Regions from separate parts of the Mus musculus genome. Here regions 1, 2, 3, 4, 6 and 7 are each linked to region 5. The links are chromatin contacts, called in public HiCAR-type, HiChIP or PLAC-seq, Micro-C and promoter capture Hi-C maps. All regions are on one chromosome and are shown on one strand. Each heading gives the region's core, a stretch centred on a gene start, on an enhancer-like site or on the middle of the called end of the contact. The rest is flanking DNA. Distances are from core to core; before and after follow the strand shown.

Region 1 (2,700 bases), core at 64-2,563, 560 kb after region 5:
CTCTTCTAGACATAGTTATGATAAAGTCTAATTTGTACACGAGATACTGAAAAGATATTAGCAATACACCATGAAAGCAGAACAATTATAACGATACACTGTCATAAACCGGCAGCTTCATGCCATCAAGTACAATAGGGTAGGCTGAGCCAAGGCATTACATCATTAGGACAATTGCTCGGATAACACAGCACTTCCAAGTGGCCAACAGGTGGGTGCGTATGCAGTGCCAATCCCACCCAACAAAGTAATGACTCTCATCCTGAGAGAGGCAAAGCAGGAGGGTACAGGTTTGCAGTCCAACTTCTCAGACCGCTGTACAGTTTAACGGCCATGCAATGTTTATTTGGGCAAGGCCACCCATTCAGTATTTTCAAATGCCCTTGAAATCAGTAACAAGAAGCGCATAAAAGGTAAGTAATGGGGAAATAGTGTATAGCCCGCACCCCCAAAAAAACCCTTTAATCTGTTGTTGTAACAGTTATCTTAAATATTTGAAATATGTTAAAGTGAAGAGACATTTTCATAATTTATTTTCAAAAGAAACTGTTGGCAGCAAGGATTCAAACGGTCCTCTGGTCAATGATTGAGCTATCTCAAAGCACACTCTCAGGATACTTTCTAACAGAGTGAGCAAGCATCAAATGCTGAAGGTTTACAGTCTGAGTCATAAAAGAAAAACAGCTAAAGAGCTTTTCAACTGGCGACCAAGTTCCACTCTGCATGGAGGTCAACCAGATGAACTTAGAAAGGAGATGAAGAGCATGGTGCTGGCCTGGTTGTTTGTTTGTTTGTTTGTTTGTTTGTTTGTTACAATAAATGGTATCTATAAAAGAGCTTCAATCTTTATTTCAATACCAATTTTAATACTGAAATTAATATTCAAATATTTTAATATTTGAAATTTCTTTTCAAATTCCAACAAAATACAAAAAGACCGAGTTTGGGTCTCCTTCCACCCTACTCTCCAACCAGGGATCTTAATGTGTACCTTAAAGAGAGACCAGAAGAAGAGAAAAACCTAAGGGCAGGTCATTGGAAGAGGCCCTGTGCTGGCACCTGCCTTCCCGCCTTCCTGGCCCTCTCCGCGCGTTGGCGTGCTCCAGGCGGTTCATACCATCCCACCTTTGGCTCGTTTTAAAAGACCCGGCGTGAAAATGTGCTGACGGAGCTTCGGGAATTGCAAGCATAAGACAAAAGGGAAAGGAGAGGAAACACTAGCCAGGAATTCACCGAAGCAAGCAGCATGGACGTGTCTGGGTGTTCTCCAGGTAATGAGAAACATCTCCCCGAAGGCAGGCCAAGGGAAGTGCGTTCAATGACTGTTCTTTTAACACGCCTTTCGGGTACATGTCTTAAGGCTGGTGTCACAAAGAAGCAGGAGGGGCTGCTTGCCCCTGCTTCATGATCACACTAGCTCCGAACATAATTAAAACTAATCCTTTTACCTGCCTACACTTCTTACAAGCAATCTGTCTAGTGCATACATTAAAAAGGTCTGGATGCTTTGCACCAACAAGATTCAATCAGTACCTTAACATTTTAGGGGGGGAGAGGGGGGAGGAGGGATGCAAGTCCAAACAACATCGGCTCGTTCGCTTATTTAAAACATTCAGCAATTTTAAAAGGCTTAGAGAACACGGAGCATAATGGCGTATCAAAACGACAAGCCTTCCATCAGACACACAACAGCCAAATTTGCTTACCTGGAGCTTTGAGAGGCAGCCAAGACATGAAAAAGCCCACAGAGGGAGGACTTATGCCGGGACTTGCATGAAGAAGAGGGTGTAGAAACAAGAGTTTGCAAACTGACTGAGCTACTCGATATTACTCAAGGGGGGGGGGGGGGACGCTCTCAGAACCAGTCGATAAAATTATAACCCAGCTCCAAAAAAAGGATGACCTGTAACCTGCCCAGAGGTTAAGCAGAGGTCAGTGCTCCATTAACCTCACACTCATAAGATGCAGAGAACCTTAAGTCAAGTGCCAGGAACATACATCTTACTTTTGTCTGTTGGTGACAAAATTTTCCTTATACAGCCTCAAGTATTTCTCTGTAATCTATCATACATAAGACAAAACAGACGTCACAAACATTAACAAGAAAAGTGCCTATCTTCCCAGATTTGTTTTCACTACTTTCTTGGAGTTCAGTGGGTGGGCCTGGTATAAGCATCACCTATAGCATCCTCACCTATAGCATCCTTGTGTTTAGGTCTCTCATGAGACGCCTGGTATCTATCTCAACAGCATGGCTCGCACTCAGCTCATGCCTGCGGCTCGCCACTGAGAGGAGCCAGGCATCCCCAAGCCCATTAGTCTCCGCTTGTTTCATAGACCTAGGCTGTCCAGCCTCCCTAGTTCATTCACTCCACCAACACTCCAGGTATCACACCATGGCCATAGAAGGAGCAGGCTTCGGAGGTTTTGAAGTCTGCCAGGAATTCTCTGCCTACTCAGAACCACCTGCTGAACACCTACTTCCTTGTAACACTCTAGTCTCAGCAATGCACCAATGCAAGGGTGCACTGAAGAGCCTTCTCATTCTTAAAGGCTGGTCCCCTTCACCTCTGTCTGATAGGGTGCCCCAGCCTCCAGCCCTCAGTGGTGGCTCATTACCCTGGCCTGTCTTCCACAAGAATTGTCTACCCATGGCCCCCTGCACAGCGCGTTGGCTATACACTTCTACCAGTTCATACC
Region 2 (2,700 bases), core at 65-2,564, 610 kb after region 5:
GGGCGGGAAGGATGTTATCACAAACTAGCTTCAAAAAGATGGGAAGTGTTCCAAACAAACATTTCCCATCATTCTCAGAATCAAAGCTAAACTCCTCATAACGACAAGACACTACCCTCATTGTCCACATCCACATGTCCTCTGCCCCTCCCCTCTTTCCCTTGCCCCCTAGTTTCTCCAGCCATACTTGGCTGTTTCCCTGACTGAGCCAGCTCTCTTAGTTTCAGAATCTGGGCTGTCTTCTCTGCCCAGCCTACTTACTGATTCCCACCCGGTAAATTCCTCCCCAAGACTTATTAAGCACTACAAGTCTTACGAACACCTGATATCCCTGTGTGGGCTTATTGATTTGCTAACTGTGGGTCTTCCCTTCTAGAAGAAGACATCAATAGGGGTGGGGTTTGCACGACTCCTAAGAAGGAAGGTATCTTTCACACACCAGGTGCAACATAAATAGTTGCAAAATAGCTCAAAGGCTTGAGTTTGCCTTGCTCCGCTCTGAATCCTATTAACGAGAGATGAAAAAGGCAGGAGGAGATGGAGAAAATGTAATACAGGAGTTAGAAGGGAAAAAATGAAAGGGTTCCTATCTCTACTCTCAGTAAAATAATTTCCGAGAAAGCCTAAGAGGAGAAGAAGAATGTAGATGTGGGCAGGGAAATATTTTTCAAGAATAGTGATAATAAGTCCGAGGAGACAGCTCAGAGGGCAAAGGCACATGCCACTAAGGAAGGTGACCCGAGTTCAATCTTCAGAACCAACATAGTGGAAAGAAATAATCAACTCTCCTGCAGCCTGGCCTCTGACCTCGACACACAGACCTGTGACGTGTGCATGCACAAATATGCGAACTCATTCATGCCTGCAAGCACGTACAAAATAAACATGCTTAAAGATGTTAGACAATAAAAGAAAGGAAGCCGTAGAGGTGAAGAAGGGACTCCCCTGTTGTTTAAGAGGTTCCCGAAATTCCTGAGGCATAGCAGAGGACATTAGAGCACAAGAACAGGGGATGGGTTTCTGTCAGGCAGCCTGGAACAATCAATGGCTGGGACTAGCATTTACATCTCCTGGGGCGTGGGAAGTGTGGACAATGCCTGGGCAAGGAGCCAAGTTGAGCGGGGAAATGCATGCATCAGGTACAATTGGGAGAACTGGTCGACCTGAAAGAGCCCGGCTTTTCAAAACCCAGTTAAAAGTAAAGAGCTAAAGAGCGTCAACAACCTGATTCTGCAGTCTGATGTGGGAGGAACAAGATCATGAAGGCTCTGGAGGGTATGCAGGGGAAGGCCTATGAGGGAGAAGACAGTAGGAAGAACTGGGGATGTGAGGAGGAGGGCTCATAAGGCTCACAGATAAGGAGCTGCCTCCAGTGATAGCAGGAACACTGAAGATGAGAGGCAAGGGTACGAGGTGCAAAACAGGCAGAGTCAACTGGGAGTTCCTCTCTAGCAGGCATCTGTAGTGAGGACAAGCCAGCTCTGAAGAGATGGAGAATTACAAACAGGCACAAAAGGATACAAAGGTAGTCTTGCACTGTTAGGTAACTTTGCTTAAAGTTTGTTTTCAACCCAGCCCTATACTAAATTAAATCACGTTTTCAACATACTAAGCACGACTCAGAGAGCCTAAAGAAAACCTAATACTGTGAATCAGACAAGAACTAAGGAAAAGGTTCAGTTAGGGCGGTCAAGATGGCTCAGAGGGAAATTGCTTGCCCTCCAGAGCTCATAGCAAAATACAAAGAGAACTGACTACACACACACACACACACAAAAGCATGCGCACACACCCTGAATAATTTTTTTAAATTGTCCAATAATGTATTTTGAAATGGCTATCAACACCCTTCTCCTAATCTAAGGAAGAAGGATGGAGCCAAGAAAATTCAGACTTTATATTCTGAATGCTATACTATTTACAAGCCCTAAGGTGCCAACCTCTGTTGCACACTAAAATCACTTGGGGAACATTACAAACCCCCAACACTGAAACATTACAAAACCCCAAGTACAAACCCCCAACACTGAGTTACTTGGCTAACCTAGGGGTGAAGAAGGCTCGCCCTCAGCCTTGTATCTGTCCCCCTTCCCTTTCTCACTGCGGGGATGGCACCTGGTATCTCAGATGTGTTACGACGCTCTGTACCCAAGCCGTGAATGTATTCATTACAAACCTGCGCCACCGCCTTTACCTAGCCACCAGTCTTTGTCACCCATGTGATTCCAATCCCAGGCACGGTTGACACACTGACGCAGAACACAGCTCCTAAGCATACTCTACATAAGGCACAAATTCATGGAAGAAAAGTCAGGCCCACAAAACTGTTTGATGAATAAATTAAAAACGGTCATCTAGAATGTACTCAGAGATATGCAATACTATCAGCCCATTGAAGATAGATAATGTTCTGCACTACAGACCTAGCATTGAGGGCTACCTGGATAAATGACACAACACTGTGTTAAACTTGTGAATGCACGTAACATGCTGGAAAAAAAAAATTCAACACTACTCCAGGCGAAAGATTTGCTGGGGAATTGAGTAGAATTCCCCAACTGTGGAAAGTTCTTCCATTTCCCCCATTGAGCTACTTTGTTGGCTCGGTTCATTTCTTCAGAGCCTTTCAGTTGCAAAAGCGCATCCAGAAGTTTTGAAGTCAAAGTTTGCAGACTTCTTTTTAGAAGGAATGCATTTGCT
Region 3 (2,700 bases), core at 17-2,516, 760 kb after region 5:
ATCTCCTGCACAAGCTGGGAAACCCTGTCTGCCTCTCCCAACTCTGTCTAGAGAAAACTCCCTCGCTCAAACACATCATCACCCTTGTCTCTGTGTTTCCAGCAACCCACCCAAGAGTGCCCGCTCAGGGGCTCATTTTCTGACCATGTATAGACATAATCCCAGCTCCTAGCTCTCGAGTCATCAGCCTACACCAAAGACCCATAAAACCCCCTTGCTTTAGCCTGGATTTGTGACTTCACAGACCTCCACCTGTGAGATTGGTGCACCCACCTGAGAGCTGCCTTCTAATAAGCCTGCATTATCTACTTTTAACCCGGTCTAATCTGGCCTATGTCTGTGTCACCGTGGGATAAAAAAACAAAACAAAACAAAACAAAACAAAACAAAACAAAACAAAAAACAAAAAAACCCTATCACAATGTATTGGCTTAACAGATTACTTGTAAATAGCATGATGGGGCTCTTTTTAACAATCACAATGGAAAAATATGGCCTTTTCTCTTTTGGTAACTGAAATTACTGTCTAATGATTCCACTATTACTAGCACATGTGACTCTTGTGCTAACACTTCATAAATTATATGAAATGACCTGTCTTCTGGTTAACATGGTTAAAATGGAAGTTGGATCTAGAGATTCGACTAGATTCAAGTTAACGCTGACACAAAAAGAGCTAAGTGACACTGTGAGAAAGCAACTGGACACATTGCGCATGCGTAGGCACGCGTGCCTTCTGTAACAGGATTGGAATGGGCTTCAGAATAGAAAGGAAGACTCTGCAGACACTAAAGGGGCAGAAACAAATCCAACACAAGGTCTTTGATTGGATTTTGGTTAAAAAAGCACACATTGGGTGAATGTGACTATTATTGTTCAAATACGAGGCGGGGGGTCTTCACAGGAAAGACACAGCAAAGTAAAAAGAACTCAGTCATAACTCATTTGATGAAGAGACTGCAGAGATGTATGGGCAGGGTGAAGGAAGCAGTATGTTGCTGATACATCGTGGCTTGGCAGAGAAGCCAATGCCTGCCCTTCTGAGAGCAGAAGGAGCGAGCCTAGGGAGAGTGATGAGCTCAGAGTAGCTGCCTAACGAGAGAGTGGCAGATGCAGCCAACGCCATGGCACTGACTTGGTGGGGAGAGGAAGAGAAAAAGCAACCTGGCTCCTCCCCGGCTCTGACCCCACTTTCTGGTTCTTGCTTAGTGTGCCTCATTGCCTCGCCTGTCTATGGGCACCTCCCATTGGTTGATGTTGATTGGCTGTAGAAGCCAGCCTCTCCCGGATCAGAGCTGAGTAGATAAGCCATCTGAGGATCAAACGCCGGGGGAGTCTAAAGCACAGCTGGGTGTTCACAGTGGATTAGAGAATTATCACTAATTGTTAGGTGTGATAACGGTGTTGTAATTATCAGAGACTGAACGGCTTTAGGTGTTTTTTAAAAAATGCATGCTAGAGTATTAAAGGATAAAATGCACGATGTTTCACATTTGTTTTGAAATGGTTCAGCAGGACATGCCAGTTTAATGAAGTGATAGATACGAAACAAGTATAGGAACCGGTATATTGGACTTTTTTCCTTCGCCAATGCCAGCTTTACACATTCGGGCTCCAGTTATGTCACACATGAAGAAGTGGTTCTTGCCCCTTTCTCCTAAACCAGCACCTGGCATGCAATAGATGCTCAAACACGGCATTTGTGTTTGTCTTGTTCACACACCCCTCTCTCATGGATGTTCATATATCCTGGATGTTTGAAATAACCTTCTATCATAAAGAAATTTATTACATGATTTTTTTTTTTGTTTTAAGAACAAGGACAGCTGTAAGGGGTAAGAGGGCTATCAACTAATATAGTACAGTAGTCAATCCAAGAAAACTAAAAGAGCTTTGAATTTAAAGTACCATGTGTATTTCATATATGGAAGCTTTAAAAGTCAGCTAAATGTAGAGTAGCCATGGCTGGAGATTGGGAAGGGGGTGGGTAGCTGGGGAATGAAAAATGAGGTTATTACAGACCATATGGATGTGTAGAAACATCAGTCTGAGCCTTAGTAAGGTGAATAATTCATATCCATCCGTAAAAGTGAAAAAAAAAAAAAAGAAAAAAACAAGTTCCAAGCGAGTAACAGAAAGGAAGTCGCTTTCAAAAGAGGAGAGAGATGATAATGGAAAACAGGAAGTCGGTAGAGGGGGTGCTTTGGTTTAAGGTCCACTGTTCACCCTTCCTGTCGTTAACAACCCCCCCCCCATTTTATACTTTTCCTTTCTCTCTGACACAAAAAAGAGGGGTAGTTAGGAAGATTGTGGATCATCAGGTTGCCATCCTTATTAAAAGCATCTGTTGCCAAGTCTATCCACCCATATTTTGGTCTCTTATTGATGAACCTCTTGAGAATTATTGTCTTTCGAGCCTTTAACCCTCATGTTATTAAGATAAATATATACCTGTGTAATCTTTATTACTTCCTATGTCTCTAAACAATACACTCGGGTGGTGCAGGGTGATAGTCGTCACTGAACCTAGACCCACCCTTTGGTCTTTCGCAATCCTGTTGAGGTGGGCTGCTTGGTGTGGTGAAAAGCCCGGCTAGCTCAATCAGTACAGCATAGGACTTTTAACCTCAAGGTCGTGGGTTCCTGCCCCACATTGGGTGCCAAAATGTAGCATAACCAATTTAAGCTTATCCCTGACTA
Region 4 (2,700 bases), core at 78-2,577, 800 kb after region 5:
TGCCGATTGCCCTTTCTAATTCGTTGAAGAATTGAGTTGGAATTTTGATGGGGATTGCATTGAATCTGTAGATTGCTTTTGGCAAGATAGCCATTTTTACAATGTTGATCCTGCCAATCCATGAGCATGGGAGATCTTTCCATCTTCTGAGATCTTCTTTAATTTCTTTCTTTAGAGACTTGAAGTTCTTATCAGGAATTCAAGCCCATACCTAAACATGATAAAAGCAATCTACAGCAAACCAATAGCCAACATCAAAGTAAATGGTGAGAAGCTGGAAGCAATCCCACTAAAATCAGGGACTAGACAAGGCTGCCCACTTTCTCCCTATCTATTCAACATTGTACTTGAAGTCCTAGCCAGAGCAATTAGACAACAAAAGGAGATCAAGGGGATACAAATTGGAAAGGAAGAAGTCAAAATATCACTTTTTGCAGATGATATGATAGTATATATAAGTGACCCTAAAAATTCCACCAGAGAACTCCTAAGCCTGATAAACAGCTTCAATGAAGTAGCTGGATATAAAATTAACTCAAAGAAGTCAATGGCCTTTCTGTACACAAAGGATAAACAGGCTGAGAAAGAAATTAGGGAAACAACACCCTTCTCAATAGTCACAAATAATATAAAATACCTTGGCAGACTCTATTTTTATGTAGCACATCTTGAAGAAGTTCCGCGGCAGCTGCCTCAGTCTTGGCCAGTGGAAGGACAATGAAAGGGTGCTCTAGTTGAGAAATGATGTGCAGTGAGTGTCTTTGCCCATTCAATAGCATGGTGTTGATTAGATTCATTCTTTGTTTTCTGAACCTTAATATGAAATAGTTGAACGCTTTGCATTTTGCCCTCTGCTATTGACTATTTCTGTCAGTCCTGAGCTCCCAGGCTCCCTCTGAAGTTGCACAGTCTTCTCGCTTAGTCATCCCATCTCATTTTGCCGAGTCAGATGTACAAACACCAGCTGATGTGGTTCAGGTGTCCTTTAGGCACAAAAGAGTAAAAAGAACGGAATAGGATCCGAACTTAGCTGGAGTTTAGTAGCTGTTTGAAATTGATTGATTTCTCATAAACCAGAGTTAGAATCGTCTCTCCCCGAATGGAATTTTCAGGCAGAGGGAGAGGCTTGTACTGAGATGATTGCACACTTTGCAGGTCACACGGTGTGATCTTCAAGCGCTGCTTCTGGTTTCTACTTTGTGTTTTGGGGTGAACAAGGCAGACAGGCCTGCCAAGGCTAAGGGAGCGTGCAAGTGCGATCCCTGCCTGGCCCACTTGTACAGGCTGTGAGCTAAATGCAACTCGCAGAGGCGGCTATAAATAGCCATTCATTGTCAGTGTGTGTGAAAAGACAAGAGTCAGTGTGCCGGTCTGATTCAGCCCCAATTAAGCTGCCGTCTGGGCAGGACTGTAAACGGAGCTGCTAGGACTAAGAATCGAGTCCGCAGGCAACGCCAGAGACTAGACACTCACGGAAGGGAAGTGGTTCAACGCTGGAGTCGCCTCTGCTATGGCAAAAATCATTTTGAGGCACCTCATAGAGACCCCAGTGCGTTATCAGGAGGAGTTTGAAGCTCGAGGCTTAGAAGACTGCAGACTGGATCATACACTATACGCACTGCCCGGGCCAACCATCGAGGACCTGAGTAAAGCCAGAGGCGCAGGCACGCCACAGGCTCTGGCAGAGGACTCAGCCTCCACGGAGAAGCCACCCGGAGAAGGCAAATCCCGTTTCCAGATCCTGCTGGATGTGGTCCAGTTCCTGCCCGAGGACATCATCATCCAGACCTTCGAGGGCTGGCTGCTGATCAAGGCACAGCACGGAACCAGAATGGACGAACACGGGTTTATATCGCGGAGTTTCACCAGACAGTACAAACTGCCAGATGGAGTCGAAACCAAAGATTTGTCTGCCATCCTCTGTCATGATGGAATCTTGGTGGTGGAAGTCAAAGATTCACTAGGGACCAAGTGAAAGCCTTTTGGTTGCTCTTCATACCCCAGGAAGGAAGATGAAAGCCAGGGACACCCCGGGAATGCTTAAACTTTTGAGATGGATTGCTGTCACTTTTATGAGGATTAAAAAAAACCAAATGTATCCACCGTTCCTGGTATGTGGAGGTTGTCTTTCTTATTGGTAGCCAGAAAGGAAGGTTTTCAAATGTGTTTGTGCAGTTAGGAGTGCTGCTGCTTTTACAATGAAGCCACCTCAGAGCTAGCAGACTGTGGTTGGTACTAGAGAATGCTCAGCCTGGTTTTTGATGAGTCTAAAATTCCACAGAGGCCATTTGGACAACCCATGGCAAACCAGTCCTTGTCAGTAAAGAGATCTGATTTTTCCTCACTGTATGAAAAGTTTCTGCATTGCTAGAAAGAGGGGGGAGGGCTTCAAAGAGAAAATTTTATTTCTGTATACTATAATTTACGGGACCTGGGTCTGAATCTAGTTAAAAGTCACAACAGTTGTTGCTCATTTAAACATCAGTGGGGATCTTCAGGTATTTTAGTTTTTTAAAAGTTCCCATATAGACCACATATAGTTTTCAAAGCTAAACTGAACCCTACCAGAAGTTTTGCTGCTAGACAATGTATACTACTTGCTTTGGTGTTATATTTGTTAGCCCAGAGTGTATAGTGTCTCGTATGCTAGGTGTGGGAAACTAAAACGTTGCATTGCTGGGCTCAGGAAATCTTAATGCT
Region 5 (2,700 bases), core at 173-2,672:
ATGCCCACTTTCAAAGGGGGGCTTGGGCCCGTCTGAGAGGCACCCAAACAACTGTCTTCTAATATTAGCACGGCTGTATTTCGGGATCTATTATAGTCTGTCCAGACAGATCCCATTGTAATGGGACCTTTTATTAAAAGATTAGCACTATCTCCTGCAGTTGGTGGAAAAAAATCTGTTATCACTGAGTTATTTGCAGTTGTGGAGGGGGTAGGAGGAGGGTGATGGAAGATGGGGGTGGGAGGATGAGAGGAGGACCGGGGGGGGGGGGCGCTAGGGCTGGGGCTAGAGAAGAAGGGCGAATTTGAAATCCGTAAGAGCAAATCCCAATGACCTGGGAATGTCCAAGAATTTTGTCTGTTTTGTTCGCTGTTTGTTGTCGTTCGGGCTTCAGAAGCGAAAAGAATAGAAATTTAAAAGGCAGCTTTGAAATAAACAATATAGCCTTTTCCGTGAAGTAATCGTTTTATATAAAAGGAAATATCGCCTCCTCAGTTTCATTCAGCCGTGCCAGAAAATGTTATAAATGAGAAGACCCGCCAACTTTCGGCGAAGAATGCCAGGCATTGCACTCAATAAACTGAGGCTGCAGAAGTTCATTATCATGGTGCAATCTTTTTTTTAAATAAGAGAGAGAGAGAGAGAGAGAGAGAGGAGTCGGGACAGAAACTGGGGCGTCTCGGAGCGGGGGAGGAGGGGGGCAGACCGCCTACGTCGGCGCCCCCGCTCGGGGCTGCGACTCCAGACGCGACGAAGTGAAAGGGGAGAAAAGAAAGGGAGAGGGCGAGACTGCCGGGGGCGGCCGGCTCCGAGGTGTTAAACATTTTTGTTTGCTTCTGACTTGTGGAGCCCGAGGGCCGCGTCTCCGCAGCGCTCGGCCCGGGTGGAAGGTGCCCGGGGGTCGGGGTTCTTAGCAACCTACTCCAGGCTGGGGGGGGAGGGGGCGCGGGAGGGAGTGGGAGGCGGGGGAGCTGGCAGGGTGGCCGCAAAGTAAGACACGTAAGAGACCTCGGGACACAAAACGTCTCCGGGACCCCGCGCCAAGGCTCTGCAGGGAGGCTCCTGAAACTGCTCCCCCGGGCATTGAAGCAGCTCAGGGATCCTGCGGCGGGTTGCAGAAGTCTCATCCCGGAGCCCTGGAGCAGAGGTGCTGGGGACCCATTCCCGGGGTCCTCCGGGGTCCCCGCGCTCCGCCGGCCGCCTCCTCCAGCGCCCTCACTCACACGCGCACACGCACACACGCGCGCACACACACACTCGCACGCCACCCCGGGCGCGCCGGCTCCGAGCGGCGGCGTGCAGGACTGAAGTGGATGTTCCTCCCCACCCCCGACGCGTCGCCCCCAGCCCCCGCCCCTGCCTCCTTCCCCCCTCCCCTCCCGCTCCTACGCAAATAAGAACTCGGCGATTCCCCTCCTGCCGCTTTGATTTCGGGCACCTCCGACAGATAATTGGGAAGGGTTTCCAGAAGGTGGGAAATGTCACCTGATTCACACTGAACTTTTAAAAGCTCCCCACCCCCAAAGAGCCGGCACACCCTCGGTCGCGGCCGCCCTCCCACAGCCCCACACACTGGGAGACCGCCCACCGCAAACCTCGGAGACCCCCGTCTAGATTTAAAGCGCGGCTGCGCCCGGCTTCTGACGTCCATTGAATCGCGCGGGCGGCCGGTGGCGAGCGCGGGGCTGCGCCGGGATCGCTGCGCCCTCCGCCGCTCGCCTCTGCGACGCGCGCCGCTCGCCCGAGCCACCCGCCGCCGCGCTCCTCGCCCCGCGCCTGCCCCAGGATGGTCTGCGCCAGGCACCAGCCCGGCGGGCTCTGCCTCCTGCTGCTGCTACTCTGCCAGTTCATGGAGGACCGCAGCGCCCAGGGTGAGTGGAAGGGATGCGCCCAGAGGCTCGGCTGGGGCAGGGGTTCTACTTTTCTGCTGTCTCCACTTGGTCTGTTCTGACCTACGCTGCTCTCGGAAGATGTTGGAACCACCCGGCTACTCCTGTAGAACGGAACGGGAGGGAAAGACTGAAGGCAGTGACACTTTAGGATAGAGAGCGGAGTTTAGAGCCAGGTTACCCTCAAAAAGGAAAGGGCTTGAGTGGAGGAGCTGGAGCCTCAGTAGTTAGGGGTAGATGCTCCAAGTTCTGGTCCTAATGACTTTAGATGTTATCTCCCCTGGCTGGCTCGGGAGAAGGGCGAGCATCCGTAGCCTGGAGATTACAGTCGACCTACTAGCAATCTATCCATCTTCCTTCCATATCTTTTGGAGACTCTTTAAAAAAAAAATGACGGGGTGGGGGATGGGAGATACCGAATTTTCTTGGGTGGCCGGGGGACGTGGTTTCAGAAACTTTGCCCAAACTTGGAAATGTGGGTACTGAAATTTTTAGAGGGAGGTAGTTTTACGCTTAGCGGATGCTCCTTCTGCCTCTTTCCCCCAAGCCCCGCGAAAAAGAAGAAAGACAAACCAAATTATTAGCCCGAAGTGTTTTAAGTACTTTACAGTTTTCTCCACTTTGCCTCATTCCTGTTAACTTCTGTGAACCAAGCAGCCCACAAGCTATTTAGACTCCGACCTGGATTAAAGAGCAAATTTCTGAAGTTTATCTTCTAAAATTAAAAATGAATTGATTTTATTACAATTAGTCTCCAGGCTGGATTTCTTTTTTAAAAATAGTGGTAACCCCGCAGCTTCACGACAATTAC
Region 6 (2,700 bases), core at 160-2,659, 660 kb after region 5:
ACATATTTGAGAATCATCAACCTACAAGGACGCTTAAAGAATGTTCACAGATAGCCCACCTAACCTGGCGCAGCGATAACACCCCTTTATGACAAAGATAGAAGTCACTGCCATGAATACATAGACAGCAAAACCAAAATTCAACTGAGACTCTGACTTCGGCTCTGTTCTCAAGGTCGCGCACTAACTGGTCTCCATCCTTGCCAGTTTCTACACACCTGAATAAACCCTCATACACTGGTAACGTTACAACGCAGCCCTCTCTTTCTTGGTCTGGAAAGTATTCGGTCTTTCTCCGTACAGCCTTAAGTGTAATTCCTAGAAGGCACTGACAAATCTCTGCTAGGCCAATCTGCAGTGGAAAAACCATGTGTCCTACAGGATGACAGAAGGGCCAACACTTCTAACCCTCTACTTCAGCACTGCATGGCAACAGCCGTTCGTTCTGACACCATCCACGCAGAAAATGGGCAGGATCGAACACGGTTCATGTCAAAAAGGATCTGCTTGACCACAAACAGGCAGCTCTGTGGAAATACAATTTCTGGAACGAAAACACGAGGCTTGCACAATTCTAGAAACACGTCTAAGTGTTCCGTTCCAGCGCTGTGCTAAAAAAACTTTTCCTACCTAAACTTCCCAGCACGGGGCTGATCTCAAACCGATTGCCAAACCATGCACACCATGCACAAAAGCGGCGTGCACCACAACCACAGCCGCGGGGCAATGCCTGTCCCTGCCCAATCCTGCTCAGGCCGGGTTGCAATGTGGTTTAGTCCAGTCTACTTTCTGGTAATGTGTTTTTAAAATCCCGCCACGACCCAGGTCATTCCTTTAGAGATCTAATAACGACCAAATGACCGGACCTGCCAGGCACTTAGCGAGCCATTCTGCTTATGGCTCTTTAATAGCTCTTGGAGTTCTGCTAAGAGGAGAGCGGAAAACTCCAGCTTCCCCGGAAAGAAAGTCCTGCGCCGGGAGCGCGGAGAGGCGCGCGGAGCGTGGCCCCATCTCCCGCAGTCCCGCCGGTCCCCTCCGCGCCTTTACCTGTCAGCCCGTCCTCTCCCCCCGCCGCCGCCCCTCAGAGCCAGCCCCGGGAGAAAGCAACCCAAGGCATCCCATCCCAAAGAAAGAAAGCCGAGAGGCTGCTGCTCCAGGCAGGGGGCCATGGGCCACCGCGAGATCCGAGAGGCGACATGCCGCCGGCGCCCCGCACCTACCAGATAATCCATGTACAGAAACGCCTCAGTTATCCGGAGATCAGACATCCGGCAGCCTAAAGCATCCGGAATGGCTCCGAACCCGGAAAAAAAAAAAAAGCAGCAGCGTCTCGGGCTGCCAGCGAGCAGCTCCTGAAAAAGCCAGCAACAGCGAAGATCGCCGAGAGCAGCCGAGGAGCCGAAGATTACACCAGGGAAGCGACGATTGGCTGGGAGGGCGGGCCGAGGAAAAGGAGCGCGCTCATTGGCCGGAGTGTCTATAAAAGGCAGTCCCCCCGGTGGAGGGCAGCAGAGAAGCGCGGGACCCGGGACGGTGCTGGTTCCTGTTTGCTGGGGGAGGGGCGGGCGGAAACGCGCTGCGGCCCCGGGAGGCCGACTCTCAGCCTCTAGTCCGCTCGAGACCCGGCAAGCAGCCTGCCTGAGATTGAAGAGCAGCGGCGGCGGCGTCCCCGCCCACCCCTCCTTAAGAAAGCAGCCCAGGGCGGTGGGAGGCAGTTGCCCCGAGCGCCTTCCTGTGGCCTTGAAACGCCCTGGACCTGCGGATTAGAAGGGCAGACACCTTAAAGAAGGCAAACTGTGCAGTACTGGGGACTGCATTGACCCTCCAGGGTGTGGGTGTCTGCTACGGCGGACAACTTGAACTTGACCTTCCTGCGGCTCAGCACCAGTGCAGTCCAGACTAGGAACCTAGAGACTCACAAGTAAATTGATCACCCCAAACATTGAAGGAGACAGGCATCTGATCTTTGCATGCTTAATCCAATGTACCTGAATAGAATGAGCGGTGGGATTGTGAAAGTCCTCTAAAGGACCCAAGTAATACTGTTTGTGAACCTTATCTTAGGAAAAACAGAGCCGGTGCACTTGAGACTTGTGCGTTTCCTAAATTAAAAAAAAAAAAAAGAAAAAAAGAAAAAAAAAAGCAAGCCGGGCGGTGGTGGCGCACGCCTTTAATCCCAGCACTTGGGAGGCAGAGGCAGGTGGATTTCTGAGTTCGAGGCCAGCCTGGTCTACAGAACGAATTCCAGGACAGCCAGGGCTACACAGAGAAATCCAGAGAAACCCTGTCTCAAAAAAACAAACAAACAAACTTGGGGCCCGGGCAGTGGTGGTGCACGCCTTTGATCCCAGCACTTGGGAGGCAGAGAGGCAGGCGGATTTCTGAGTTCGAGGCCAGCCTGGTCTACAGAGTGAGTTCCAGGACAGCCAGAGAAATACAGAGAAACCCTGTCTCGAAAAACCAAAAAATAAAAAATAGAAAAATTTTAAAATTTTTTTAAAAAAGAATTACTTGGAATTGAGTGAAAATGGGAGTCAAGCGAGATAAAGACAACGGTCAGTTCTGGATTTTTTTTCTTTCACCTCCAAGATTCAGGCTAGAAAGGACAGTCAAGGCAAAGGTGAGACAAGATAAGCATGCCATTTGGAGTTGGGTATGGAGAGGAGTAAAATATAGAATGGCAAGAAAATAAAAATCAAA
Region 7 (2,700 bases), core at 57-2,556, 630 kb before region 5:
GTCCAGGAAGGTCTACTTTCTTGCTTTAGTGAGACCCGTGCCTGGTTCGGTGAAAGGCTTTAGAGGAACAAAGCAATGTGAGTTAGAGGCTCTGTGATAAGAAGATGGTAAATTAGATGGGAGGGGGGTGCGGAGTGGGGGGAGAGAGGATACAAAGCAAGTTAAGGTGCAAATTTATACTGGAGTCTTGGACAACCACCACCACCCCCGCAACACACACCAACCTCTAAGAAAGATGGCTGACATCAGTTAACACGATTAACCCTCCCTTTAACCTCCTCTCCTCAATTAAGGCTCTGCTTTAAAATCCTTACACAAAACGCAGTGAGCGAGCCTAAGTGGTCAGGATTTCTCTGCTCCCCCCACTGTCTTCATTCAGAAAGAGACTTCTCTGTATTTCCATCGCCACTGTACCAAAGGGGATGGGAGAAACGGAATGGATTTTTGTTTATTTGTTTTTCTTTTTCTTTTCTTTTCCTTTACAACCAACTCTTTGGCTCTTCTTTTGGGGTGGTCATATTAGATTAGCTTATCTTTACTTCCCATATCCTCAACTTTTGGCTAGTCAGTGGCAGGGAAGATCGAGCGCTAATCTACTGCAGTCCGGCTCCCACACTGAACGCCTCAGAGACTACTGCGCTGAGTCGGCCAACTTTGGATTCTGGGATTCCCAGGACATCAATCAGGTCAAGCTACATAGAGGTCCACCAGGGGTACATTCCACGCATTCCACTGCTCTCTCTGGGCTCTGTCCTTTAACATCTGGGTTAACTGGATCGTGCAAACAGGGTAACAGGCGCAGAAAACAGCTGGACACGTTGCTGAGCCCAGACTGTACGTGACTAGTTCTTAGAAACCGCTTCTGGATCTCTCTGAGCCAACAAGCTCGTCGGTCTGAGTGCTGGTAGGGAAAGAGCGAGCAAAGCCAGGCAGAGTTTGAACTTCGCCGGGGATGGGGGGGGCAAGTCTGAACTTTTGAGGGCGCTTTTCACTTTTATATAAGTTCTGAAGCTGGCTTCACGCTAAGGTGCAGAATGATAAATCCAGCTTAAATACATATGTTTGCATTCACGTACTTGGCATGTGCTCGCACACAGGGATGTGCCGGGAAAAGCTTAGCTTTTCAGAGCGCTGACCGCCTCCTTTGACGTTTATCTAGGGCGAGCCTTTCCTTTTACTGCGCCTGCGTGCGCGCGCCGCCGACAGGCCCCGCCTCTCTGGTAGGGACCCACAACAGACTTGCGCCGGGAGGCGGGCTGCGCCTGCGCGATCGCCGCGTCAGCCGGTTTCGCGGGGCCGGCGACTGGAAGTCCCGAGAGTTGACTCGTGCTGAGCGTGAGGTTTGCCGCGCCGCGCGTGGGCCAGCGCGCGGAGACTTGAGAAAAAGCGTGGGGTAAAAGTGCTGTCCCGAGCTGCAAGAGTTAGAGGTAGTGTTTCCTTCCGGGCCTGAGCCCGCCGCCCCTTCCCTGCCCCGGCCCCCCCTCCTGGGGACACCCCCCCCCCCCCTAGCGTCCCCTGTTCTGAACTGAGCCCCTGCTGAGGTCATGAAGCTCGTGAGGAAGGATATCGAGAAGGACAATGCGGGCCAGGTCACCCTCGTCCCCGAGGAGCCCGAGGACATGTGGCACACCTTCAATTTAGTGCAGGTGGGCGACAGCCTGCGCGCCTCCACCATCCGCAAGGTCCAGACCGAGTCCTCCACAGGCAGCGTGGGGAGCAACCGTGTCCGCACCACCCTCACCCTTTGCGTGGAGGCCATCGACTTCGACTCCCAGGCCTGCCAGCTGCGGGTGAAGGGGACCAATATCCAAGAGAATGAGTATGTCAAGATGGGGGCTTACCACACCATCGAACTGGAGCCCAACCGCCAGTTCACCCTGGCCAAGAAACAGTGGGACAGTGTGGTTCTGGAACGCATCGAGCAGGCTTGCGACCCGGCGTGGAGCGCTGATGTGGCAGCTGTGGTCATGCAGGAGGGCCTGGCCCACGTCTGCTTAGTCACGCCCAGCATGACCCTTACCCGGGCCAAGGTGGAGGTGAACATCCCCAGGAAACGGAAAGGCAACTGCTCCCAGCATGACCGGGCCCTGGAGCGGTTCTATGAACAGGTGGTCCAGGCCATCCAGCGCCACATAAACTTCGAGGTTGTAAAGTGCGTTCTGGTGGCCAGCCCTGGATTCGTGCGAGAGCAGTTCTGCGATTACATGTTTCAGCAAGCTGTGAAGACGGACAATAAAGTGCTCCTGGAAAACCGCTCCAAATTCCTTCAGGTAAAAATCTTACCCAGAGAGAGTTTCCTAATGTTTTAGAATGGGGAGGAGCCGAAGGCTTGGCTGGGACTATAAATGAGATTGTAACTGAACCCTGCAGTATCTAGCACTTTAAAAAGTTGTCCAAGTCCTTAAACAGGTTAGGCCTTATTCATGTGTTTGTCAAATGTCATCGTGGGCTGATTAATGGATACTTTCAGAGATTCTTTGTCTTTTATAATTGTGATTCTAGGTGCACGCCTCCTCTGGACACAAGTACTCCCTGAAAGAGGCCCTCTGCGACCCTACTGTAGCGAGCCGCCTTTCAGACACAAAGGCAGCGGGCGAAGTAAAAGCCTTGGATGACTTCTACAAAATGTTACAGCACGAGCCCGACCGAGCGTTCTATGGACTCAAGCAGGTGGAGAGGGCCAACGAAGCCTTGGCCATA

The links. Promoter capture Hi-C pulls out the DNA fragments that hold promoters and counts their contacts. A called contact is a pair of places that touch in the nucleus more often than the background predicts. HiCAR-type assays count read pairs that join an accessible place to other places. HiChIP or PLAC-seq counts read pairs in DNA pulled down with a chosen protein or histone mark.
Region 1: a promoter capture Hi-C map of hippocampal neurons shows a contact between it and region 5, with 11 times the contacts expected there. The contact joins the enhancer-like site here to the promoter of Fst in region 5. A contact is called at or near these places in 14 of 39 promoter capture datasets (the 3T3-L1 cell line, 3T3-L1-derived adipocytes, the C10 cell line and 8 more), 59 of 484 Hi-C or Micro-C datasets (the AtT-20 cell line, B cells, the C2C12 cell line and 28 more), 26 of 115 datasets of contacts at active chromatin or transcription factors (bone marrow-derived dendritic cells, bone marrow-derived macrophages, craniofacial prominence and 14 more) and 4 of 9 other capture datasets (adipose tissue, embryonic stem cells, liver and 1 more).
Region 2: an H3K4me3 HiChIP or PLAC-seq map of embryonic stem cells shows a contact between it and region 5, with 7 read pairs. The contact joins the enhancer-like site here to the promoter of Fst in region 5. A contact is called at or near these places in 4 of 39 promoter capture datasets (cranial neural crest, hippocampal neurons and liver), 3 of 115 datasets of contacts at active chromatin or transcription factors (embryonic forebrain, embryonic midbrain and embryonic stem cells) and 1 of 9 other capture datasets (liver).
Region 3: a promoter capture Hi-C map of hippocampal neurons shows a contact between it and region 5, with 2.3 times the contacts expected there. The contact joins the enhancer-like site here to the promoter of Fst in region 5. A contact is called at or near these places in 11 of 39 promoter capture datasets (the 3T3-L1 cell line, 3T3-L1-derived adipocytes, the C10 cell line and 6 more), 12 of 484 Hi-C or Micro-C datasets (the AtT-20 cell line, cerebellar granule neurons, cerebellum and 7 more), 3 of 115 datasets of contacts at active chromatin or transcription factors (embryonic forebrain, extraembryonic endoderm stem cells and stem cell-derived neural progenitor cells) and 3 of 9 other capture datasets (adipose tissue, liver and pancreatic islet).
Region 4: a contact with region 5 is called in an H3K4me3 HiChIP or PLAC-seq map of embryonic stem cells, with 9 read pairs. The contact joins the promoter of Hspb3 here to the promoter of Fst in region 5. A contact is called at or near these places in 8 of 39 promoter capture datasets (the 3T3-L1 cell line, cranial neural crest, embryonic stem cells and 3 more), 2 of 115 datasets of contacts at active chromatin or transcription factors (embryonic stem cells and stem cell-derived neural progenitor cells) and 2 of 9 other capture datasets (adipose tissue and embryonic stem cells).
Region 6: a HiCAR-type map of astrocytes shows a contact between it and region 5, with 4 times the contacts expected there. The contact joins the promoter of Arl15 here to the promoter of Fst in region 5. A contact is called at or near these places in 2 of 39 promoter capture datasets (embryonic stem cells and hippocampal neurons), 7 of 484 Hi-C or Micro-C datasets (the N1E-115 cell line, Sertoli cells, cardiomyocytes and 3 more), 6 of 115 datasets of contacts at active chromatin or transcription factors (astrocytes, cardiomyocytes, embryonic forebrain and 3 more) and 2 of 9 other capture datasets (adipose tissue and macrophages).
Region 7: a contact with region 5 is called in a Micro-C map of embryonic stem cells, with 4 times the contacts expected there. The contact joins the promoter of Pelo here to the promoter of Fst in region 5. A contact is called at or near these places in 2 of 39 promoter capture datasets (embryonic stem cells and liver), 2 of 484 Hi-C or Micro-C datasets (both in embryonic stem cells) and 1 of 115 datasets of contacts at active chromatin or transcription factors (pancreatic cancer cells).

The regions. Positions count from the first base shown.
Region 1 is chr13:113,895,629-113,898,328 of GRCm38.p6, reverse strand. The region is part of intron 1 of Arl15 (ADP-ribosylation factor-like 15); the gene reads right to left. Among named protein-coding and RNA genes, the nearest start is that of Arl15, 100 kb to the right of the region's middle. Within about 2 kb of position 1,313, at least 9 of the 459 cell types and tissues checked have an H3K27ac peak or open chromatin away from gene starts, as enhancers often do. A contact at or near this core is called in adipose tissue, where this site is marked.
Region 2 is chr13:113,849,240-113,851,939 of GRCm38.p6, reverse strand. The region is part of intron 1 of Arl15 (ADP-ribosylation factor-like 15); the gene reads right to left. Among named protein-coding and RNA genes, the nearest start is that of Arl15, 56 kb to the right of the region's middle. Within about 2 kb of position 1,314, at least 22 of the 459 cell types and tissues checked have an H3K27ac peak or open chromatin away from gene starts, as enhancers often do. A contact at or near this core is called in embryonic stem cells, where this site is marked.
Region 3 is chr13:113,698,152-113,700,851 of GRCm38.p6, reverse strand. No RefSeq gene overlaps it. Among named protein-coding and RNA genes, the nearest start is that of Hspb3, 36 kb to the right of the region's middle. Within about 2 kb of position 1,266, at least 13 of the 459 cell types and tissues checked have an H3K27ac peak or open chromatin away from gene starts, as enhancers often do. A contact at or near this core is called in hippocampal neurons, where this site is marked.
Region 4 is chr13:113,662,303-113,665,002 of GRCm38.p6, reverse strand. It overlaps Hspb3 (heat shock protein 3), which reads left to right and starts at 1,327. Exons shown (of 1, transcript NM_019960.2): 1 at 1,327-2,107. The coding sequence starts at 1,511. The coding sequence ends at 1,975. The region is part of intron 1 of Gm34586 (a long non-coding RNA gene); the gene reads right to left.
Region 5 is chr13:114,457,673-114,460,372 of GRCm38.p6, reverse strand. It overlaps Fst (follistatin), which reads left to right and starts at 1,422. Exons shown (of 6, transcript NM_001301373.1): 1 at 1,422-1,871. The coding sequence starts at 1,787. All of the region lies in intron 1 of Gm41074 (a long non-coding RNA gene), which reads right to left.
Region 6 is chr13:113,793,217-113,795,916 of GRCm38.p6, reverse strand. It overlaps Arl15 (ADP-ribosylation factor-like 15), which reads right to left and starts at 1,409. Exons shown (of 5, transcript NM_172595.4): 1 at 1,221-1,409. The coding sequence starts at 1,268.
Region 7 is chr13:115,088,764-115,091,463 of GRCm38.p6, reverse strand. Pelo (pelota mRNA surveillance and ribosome rescue factor) reads left to right here and starts at 1,306. Exons shown (of 2, transcript NM_134058.3): 1 at 1,306-2,270; 2 at 2,503-2,700. The coding sequence starts at 1,545. The region is part of intron 1 of Itga1 (integrin alpha 1); the gene reads left to right.